2 separate regions of the Mus musculus genome follow, and region 2 is linked to region 1. Evidence: chromatin contacts called from public HiChIP or PLAC-seq data. All regions are on one chromosome and are shown on one strand. The core of a region is the stretch at or near the end of the contact, and the rest is flanking DNA. Distances in the headings are between cores, read along the strand shown.

Region 1 (4,058 bases), core at 643-3,142:
GTATGCTAAAGACTATTTTTTTTTCAGTGCTTGGGGAAAAATACAAATAGAATCCAAGATGGTGCACATGCCTTTAATCCCAGCAATCAATGAGACAGAGGCAAGCTAATCCCTGTGAGTTTGAGGTTAGCCTGGTCTACATAGTTTCAGCCCACCCAGGGCTATATAGGGAGACCCTGTATCATAACAATAACAAAAATGCAAGTAGAAAGTGACTGTGCCCTTGGGGTTTGACAAAAACCAAAACATAAGATATTGTGTAACACAGTGGGTGATAAAGGCTACAGTGAACAAGGTGGGATCAGGAAGAAGAGGAGGGTGGGGCACGAGGAATGAGCAATATCTGAGAGACCTAAGTGAAAGAGGAAGGGGGAAAGGAGGAAGGGAGGCAGGGGGAGATCTGAGGAAGATGAGTTCCAGACTTCAGGAGCAGCAGATGCAAAGACCCTGGGGTAGAAGTGAATTTGCTGTGTCAGGCGAGCATCAAAGACAACCAGAGCTGGAACCCAGGAGAGAAGCGCCCATGCTATGTGCACCCAGGACAGCTTCTGAACTCCAATCCATATTTGAAGATCTCTGCCACTGACTTTAAATATCAAAAACAATTCCAGCCCCTCTCTGCTCCTAGTTTAGTTGTCCCTTTTGCTCTCATGTCTCTTGACAGCCTGGCAGCTACTTCTGCCTGGACGGCAGAGGCAATCTAAAACAAACTTGACCCCAAATTTTCTGGTGGTGCCCGAGAAGCTCAGGCAATGTCTACAGACAGGCCAGGGCTACTCTTCTTCCTCTGAGACTGAGCCAGTTGGACAGAAGTGGGCAAGAGAAGGGCTGGATGTCAACCACCATCCCTTGGGAGCCAAAGTCACCGTCCCTTCTCTCACCCCAAGTGTCCCTTTGCTCTAGAGAGGGAAGAGCAAAGCCTTGTGGGCAGAAACAGAAAAAGCAACAACAGGGTCCATCATGGGTGTGGTTACTCACAACCTAGAATCCCATCACTCAGGAAGCTGAGAGACTGAGTTCCTGGCCAACCAGTGTTCCACAGTGAGAGTTGGCCCCAAAGTAGAAATGACAACAGAGAGGACCCAGAAACAGAATAACTCAAAACAAAACAAAGAGCAGCAGCCGCAACAACACAGAAGAGCAGTTCCTAAAGGCACAGAGCTGTGCAACCAATGACCCTGAGGGAGAGAGACAGCATCAGGGTGTGACCTAACCAGGCTTACAGGGTCACCGCTAAGATCCCATGAGTCAGTAAATAGATAAGAATTATCTCACATCCCAGTAGGTGTGTAACCAGGAGCCTGCACCTGTCCCAGGATAGTTATAAATATGACTCAGCATACTTGTAAGTGAAACCATCACATTAAAAGATTGGACGCCTCTGATCTTGGAGCAAAAGGGCAGTCATAAGACCACATGGGAAAACGGAGGAGAGTGAGGGGGTAGAACCAGGAGCCACAGCAAACAACTAGAGGAATCTGAAGGCAAAAGACAATAACTCAAGGGAAATACAAGACAAAGTCCCAAAGAAAGGCCTGAGTGTGCAGAAGGAAGGCATTTGGGTGCGGGGTGGGGCTGAACACCCAGGCATGTGCTAGAATTTCTGAACTCTGAGGTCAGAGAGAATCTTAAAAACTTCCAGCCTGGGAGAACAAGAGACACTCACGTGAAAAAGAACAGTCTGGGCTTCTCACCTGCAGCCCTGGGGCAAGGAGATCGTGGGAAACCAGCTACCGATGCAGAAAGCAAAGAATTGCAACCCCAGAGCCCCAGGCCAGCCAGGCTACCACCCACTGGGGTGAAGGAAATACTTCTGTCTGCTAAGGACTTAAGAGCTCAAGTGCCTGAAGGGCTCTGACAAACACTGGCAGAGCAGAGATCTCAGGGCAGAGGGCAGAGAAGACAAACACGAAACCACAGTGCATCCCACAGTGCATTCCACGAACAGTCTATCCTCCACAGGGAAGGCCAGGCAGCCTCGGAAGGTCAGCTCAAGCCAAGTCGGGTACACAGGATGAACTATTGCAGCACAATGGGGGGAAGAATCCCCAATGGGGCAGAGGGAGATGGAGGAAGGGTTTCAAACCTCTCCTTGTGGGAAGGATGTCAGGGGAGAGGGGAGGGAAGGGCGCGGCTCCAGCTCCAGGGTTACTGGAGAAGAGAGAAAAGGCGATGAGGAAGCAGAATGCCTGGCAGGAAACAGCTGGTTTCTTACCGACTTCTAATGGCAGGAAAACGTGATTGATTGTCAACACCGAGAAAGCACCCAGGAACAAGGTAGGAAGAAAAGCAGAACTTGCAAATTAATTAGGAAAGGAAACCAACAGCAACCAACAAGTTTTTTGTTTTTTGGTTTTTTGTTTGTTTGTTTGTTTTTGTTGTTGTTTTGTTTTTTGTTTTTGGTCTGAAGAACCTGAACCTCAAACAGAAGTCACTGTAAGGCTACATACATGAGGCATTTACAAAAGAGCCATGGATTAGGGATGAACAGCTTAGAGTCCAGTGCTTGGGGTGTACCTGAGAACCAGCTGTCTCCTATTGTACTCTCTGTATCCACTCAGCTGTGGTTTTTCAGCCCCACCAGGTCTTCCACTCTTTTTTTTTTTTTTCTTGCCAGCTACCTGTAGCTGTCAGTGACAGCACCCTGCAGGTCCCATTTGGCACTCTCCCAAAGCTCCTTGCTCCTCAGTCCTCACTGTGTCATTCCTGCCACATGCCAGCATGGTAGGAATTGTACATTCTAAAGAAACATACATATCTAAAGAGACATTCATATCCCTCCCTTTGGCTAAAGTCAAGTGAAACAGTGCATCCCATTCAATTAGAATTTCCCTGGAATCACAGCTGAAAAAAGTCTGATTCCTCAAGATGAGAACTTCACTGCTGAATACACGTTTAGTCATCGTCTGAATACTTTACAGGAGAGAATTGAGCTAAAAATCAGGAATACATTTACAGATGGGAAAATAGTTGTTATATCGATTGGTTATATTACTAAGTTGTGCATACAAAAACAAAACAATAACAAAAAGAGACATATTTAAAGTGACATGGGGGAAAGGACTAAAGCAACCAATCACCTAATATCATATATGACAGTAAGCGCTCAAGCCCTCAAAAAGGTACACAGAGCACTTATAAAATAACAAAACAGACTTTTCCATGAAAGAAGATAACATTTGAGACGCTCATTCTTGGACCATAATTCGCCAAATTGGAAACAAAGAATAAAAAAGACGACCGCACGGTCTTGAATACTTGAAATTCCCAGATACCATCACAAGGGGAATGAAAGCTGAAGTGACATACTATCTGGGAAGGAAGAAGACCTACTAAAACCTTTAACGCCCAAGAAAAGCCACAGAGGATGATTATCAGGCTAAGGATTTGTCCTAACAAGCTGGGGACACCTAAGTGCCGGGGCCCTCTATTCACAACGGTCTCTGGGAAGGTCCCCTTGGGATAGATCTATCTCTTCCTTCCTTTCGTCCTTTCCTTTTTTTTTTTTTTTTTTTAAACATAGTTACATCTTCCTGCAGTTGTAAAGGTAGGGTGCTTTTATATTCCTTTGGCTCTCCAGCACCTCCTTTTCATATTTGCCCCAATTCTATGAGTTTTAAGCCCCAATAAACTCTGTCTTAGTCAAGGTTACTATTGCTATGACCACACGCCATGACCAAAAGCAAGCTGGGGAGGGAAGGTTTATTTACTTTATACTTCCACATCCATAGCCCATCGTTGAGGGAAGTCAGGGCAGGAAACCTGGAGGCAGAGCTGATGCAGAGGCCATGGAGGGGTGCTGCTGACTCGCTTGCTCCTCATGGCTTTCTCAGCCTGCTTTCTTATAGCACTCGGCTCTACTAGTCCACATACAATGGGCTGCCCCCCCATATCAGTCATTAATTAAGAAATACTAGCGGGGAGGCTCCCTTGGAAAGCAGAGCTCTTCCAATATCCAAGCAGAAGAAATCTGAATGTTTTCATATTGTTGGCAGCTGAGAGCCTCAGAGGACAGTTGGAGGAGCCTGGAAGAAAGCTGCCATTCCTTGCCCTGGTCT
Region 2 (4,058 bases), core at 877-3,376, 61 kb after region 1:
AATGAAGTAACTGTCATGCACATCGGTTTTACAGATGAGAAGAGATGAATTTGCATAAAATTCATAGAGCCCCCAAGCCCTTGCTCTTTCTGTATGTACACCAACCAAGTATGTTCCTTTCCAGAGACAGGCAGGACCTGTCACTGAATCTAGACCCTCACAAATCGGCTAGATCATTCATACAGCAAGCCCAAGGGATCTACCTGGCTCCATCTCCCCAGGGCTGGAACTGTATACAAGCCTACCCTGGGATTACAGGTCCACAGTGAAGATAAAGGCCTGCAGTGGGACACCTGGCTTTTTTCCTTTTTATCTGGGTTCTGGAAACATATCCTCAAGGCTTGTATGACAAGTGATTTGTCAAGCAATGAGTCACTGCCCAAAAGACCTTGCTCTTGACCACTATACTACACTGATGATCATATCTGAACAGCAAATGTGGCCCAAAAGTGATAATAAAGACATCTGTGTGACTACTGTGCTCCTTCAGGGTCAGAGGTCAGAGAGGAAGGCAGTTGTTAGCATCCTTGCAGATAACGGGACAAAGACTGCTTTCTCAGGCTGAAACTTAAGAACCATGTATGTTTGCAGAATGAACACCGACAGTCATATTCACCCTCAATAACAATCACTAGTCCGTGGGGGTGCTTCAGCTTTCTGCCCAGAGCTGCGGTTTTGCAGCAGGATGCAAACCCTATGCATCAATTATCTGGAACACTTTCATCATCCGACTGGGACTCCACATTTGTACTTTAACGCCTTCTCATGACCCCGAAGCATTCCCAGCAAGGGGACTGTAATCTTACAGATAACAAATGCCACTTCCTGCTCACATACTGTCAGGACTTAGTATGAATTAAATTAAAGGATACCATTCTACTATAGCACTCTTAACGACTCCCTCTCCCTACTTTTGAGAATACCTGACCCACGGGTTCTCAGCACCCACTGGACTTAAATAATCCAAAGCCACTGCGTCCAAGGTCATACACGATCTGAAGACCTTCACCTGCCTTCAAAACGCTTCACTTTCAGGCCTCTGCCCTTTCTACTTATTGATCACTCTACCTGGATTATTCCTAGATCCGTTCCTTCTCGGCTTTCTGTTCCTCACGCTTCTATCTCCTCCTTCCCAAAGCTTGGCCTTCAAGGACCTGCTTCCCATGCTGCATCCTTCTAGATCCTAAGCTCTAACTCACCCTGGCCGGCAAGTCCCACTCCAACAACTGCTTTTAACCACAAAACTGCTGGACACACTTAAGGCTGCCAGCTTTCTCCACCCCAGCCCAAAATACCAGGAAGAAACTAATTTCTAAAGAAAGCATTTGCAAATGATAATGTAACATGTCACCTCGAAACAAAGGCGGTAACCCAAGGCTGGGCTGGTTAAGTAGTGTCTACCGAAGACCTACCCCCTACTCCCCGCCCAAGAACCAGGCTTGGCTGATGGTTCACACGCTTTTCAAGAGCCGAAACCAGAAGGGTCGGAGGAGTCTGCGGGCGGCTGGCGCTGCCTACCTTGAACTCTGCGGAAAGTTGGGGCGTGTATTCGCGCGTCCAGAGCGCGCGCACCAGCGCCGCCAGCTGCTCGGTGACCTCGGCGCGGCCCGGCGCCGCCCGGTAGCGCCCCAGCGCTAGGAACTCGGCCAGCAGGTCGGTGTTGCTGAGACACTGCACCACCGCGTTCATGAAACAGGTGTTGCCATGGTTCTTCAAGCCCTGAGCGCCGGGCGGACGCGCCCCGTCACCCGAAGATATCTGGGGTTGGGATCCCGGAGGACGATCTGGCCCTGGACTCCCGGCAGAGGCTGGTGCCGGGCCCGGGGCGCAGGCAAAGCCCCCTTCTCCATCGCCATCGTAGGGACTGGGCTGGGCCGGGGGCCGGGGCGGCGAGTCCCCCGAGCGGGAGCGGCTGCCCAGAGCTAGCAGGAAGCGGTTAAGCAGGCGGCGAAGGGAACGGCGGCGGCGGGGCCGGGGCGCGGGCGGCCCCTCTCCCAGTGCGTTCCCCACGCCCGGATCCATGCTGGCCACGCACGGTGGTCCGGGAGCGCAGCCCCCGAGACCCCAGGCGGGCCGGCAGCTTCCCGGTCCTCACCGCCTCCCGGAGGCGCCGGGCGCCGGCTACCTGAGAGCCAGGTGTGCGGACACCGGGCGAGGGCGGAGCCAGGGGCGGGGCCGCCACGCCACGCCCCACGCGGGAATCCGGCCCTAGGGCAGCGCCCGCCGCCGGGCTCCCGCCCCCGCGGCTGGAGCTGGGAATGCACTCCCTCTGAGCCCGCCTAGTGGACTTCCCCGCCCTTCCTTCCCGCCTTGGAACAGGCCTTTCACCTCGGCTCGCCTTCCCCGCCCATCCCTAAACAGCGTAGCTAACCCGGGGATGGAACCTTCTGAAGCGCCCAGCGAAGCAAAGCCCTGGCTCTGGCTAAGTTTCTGGTCGTGGAAGCCAGATGAAGACTAAGAAAATTGACCGGCGAGCGGTGCCCCTGTTCGTGCCCAGGTGTCCCGAGAGGCGCGCGCTGGCAGCTGTGCAGGTGGGGAGCCCAGGCTCAGGTGCATGCGGTCAGGTGGCGCCACCTCCTTTGCAGCCTTTGCCTACACCGGTCACCCCAGGACCTGAACTGGGAGTGGGAATGCTAGTGGGTTGGGAGTTTGTTTTCTTTTTCTTGCTGTTTTGTTTTGTTTTTTTAAATAACACAATAGGTTACATTCATTTTCCTTAAACTTGGGAGACTTGAACGTCCTGGTTTTCATTGGTGAAGGGAGCTCAGCGAGGTTGAGGCTGTGAAAAGAGAGGAACCGGAATTCGACCCTCCCTGGGTGCACTGCAGAGTTCAGGCTCTTTACAACCCCAGTATTTGCTTGGCAGGAAGTTTTCCGGTTCTCAGGCGCGCCCCCTACTCGGTTGCTGCTTCGCTCCTCCACGCTAAAGCCTGGCTGTATCCTTACCCAATCAGAATTAGTTTGGCCTCGCCCCGCCCTTAATTCCCTGGGTAACCCTGGAGGCCTCTGCTCCTTTTATGCCTTAACTGTCAGGTTTATAATTAATCAGGCAAGGTCTTGCAAAATGAATTTCTCATCAGTTTGTAGCTCAAAAAGAGATCAGCAGCTTTCTGGAGTCAGACTTACATCAGAACCCAAAAATGTGACTTGCTATTTAATAATAAGTGCTCATCATTTATTAAGTATCCCTCCTCGATCTTCACATAGAATTGCAGCAGTTACCTGGTGCCAAAAAGTTGCATAAGTTAAGGATAAAGAAGAAACTGTAATGTGGAGACTTGAAGTGTAAAAAGCCACCATTTACCTTCCTGGGAAAGACATCCACCTAGTTGATAAATTTATAAGGTTCATTTCATGACCCGGATGTACTGAAGGTGCCGTGGTCATAGCAGACTCTGATAAATCATCTCCGGTATTTCACCTTTGAGATCATGTCAAGATCCCCAGCAGGGAGTTTTCATTTGGTAACAGTTTCGGGAGCGGCTGTTGCTTTTGTTTTGCTAGGAGGTTGTTGGTAAGAAGGAGGGAGTCCATCACACTTATGTTGCTCAGGTTTGTCTGGAACTCTCATTCTCAACCTTAGCCTCCTGAGTGCTGGAATCCTGGGTGTGTGTCTCACGACTCACAATAAATGTCTGAGCAGAAATCTATTCTTACTTGGCAAAGTCGAAAACTGGAGCTAGAGTTGGTTTATGAGCTTGCTGTAAAGGCTAATTTTTGATTGTCGATTCGATCAAATTAAGAATCACCTGATGACCCTGTCTCGAAAAACCAAAAAATCCAAAAAAAAAAAAAAAAAAAAAAAGAATCACCTGGTTGGGGGTGGGGGAACTGGAGCGATGGCTCAGCAGTTAGGTTAAACTGCTCTTCCAGAGGTCCAGAGTTCAAGTCCCAGCAACCACATGGTGGCTCACAACCATCTATAAAGGGATCTGATGCCCCCTTCTGGAGAACAGGTGAACATATGATAGTGCACTCATACATTTGCATATATATATTTCAGAGGGACTTTGGGCTATAATAGAGCAGGTAAAGGTATTGGCTACCTGACGACCTGA

Evidence for each region. HiChIP or PLAC-seq counts read pairs in DNA pulled down with a chosen protein or histone mark.
Region 2: an HNF4G HiChIP or PLAC-seq map of pancreatic cancer cells shows a contact between it and region 1. The contact joins the promoter of Usp43 here to the enhancer-like site in region 1. A contact is called at or near these places in 8 of 484 Hi-C or Micro-C datasets (the AML12 cell line, the HL-1 cell line, cerebral cortex and 3 more), 6 of 115 datasets of contacts at active chromatin or transcription factors (embryonic forebrain, embryonic stem cells and pancreatic cancer cells) and 3 of 9 other capture datasets (adipose tissue, liver and pancreatic islet).

Annotation. Positions count from the first base shown.
Region 1 is chr11:67,859,674-67,863,731 of GRCm38.p6, forward strand. All of the region lies in intron 14 of Usp43 (ubiquitin specific peptidase 43), which reads right to left. Among named protein-coding and RNA genes, the nearest start is that of Gm40032, 17 kb to the left of the region's middle. Within about 2 kb of position 1,893, at least 67 of the 459 cell types and tissues checked have an H3K27ac peak or open chromatin away from gene starts, as enhancers often do. A contact at or near this core is called in the AML12 cell line, adipose tissue, embryonic stem cells and 1 more, where this site is marked.
Region 2 is chr11:67,920,027-67,924,084 of GRCm38.p6, forward strand. It overlaps Usp43 (ubiquitin specific peptidase 43), which reads right to left and starts at 2,127. Exons shown (of 15, transcript NM_173754.4): 1 at 1,519-2,127. The coding sequence starts at 2,022.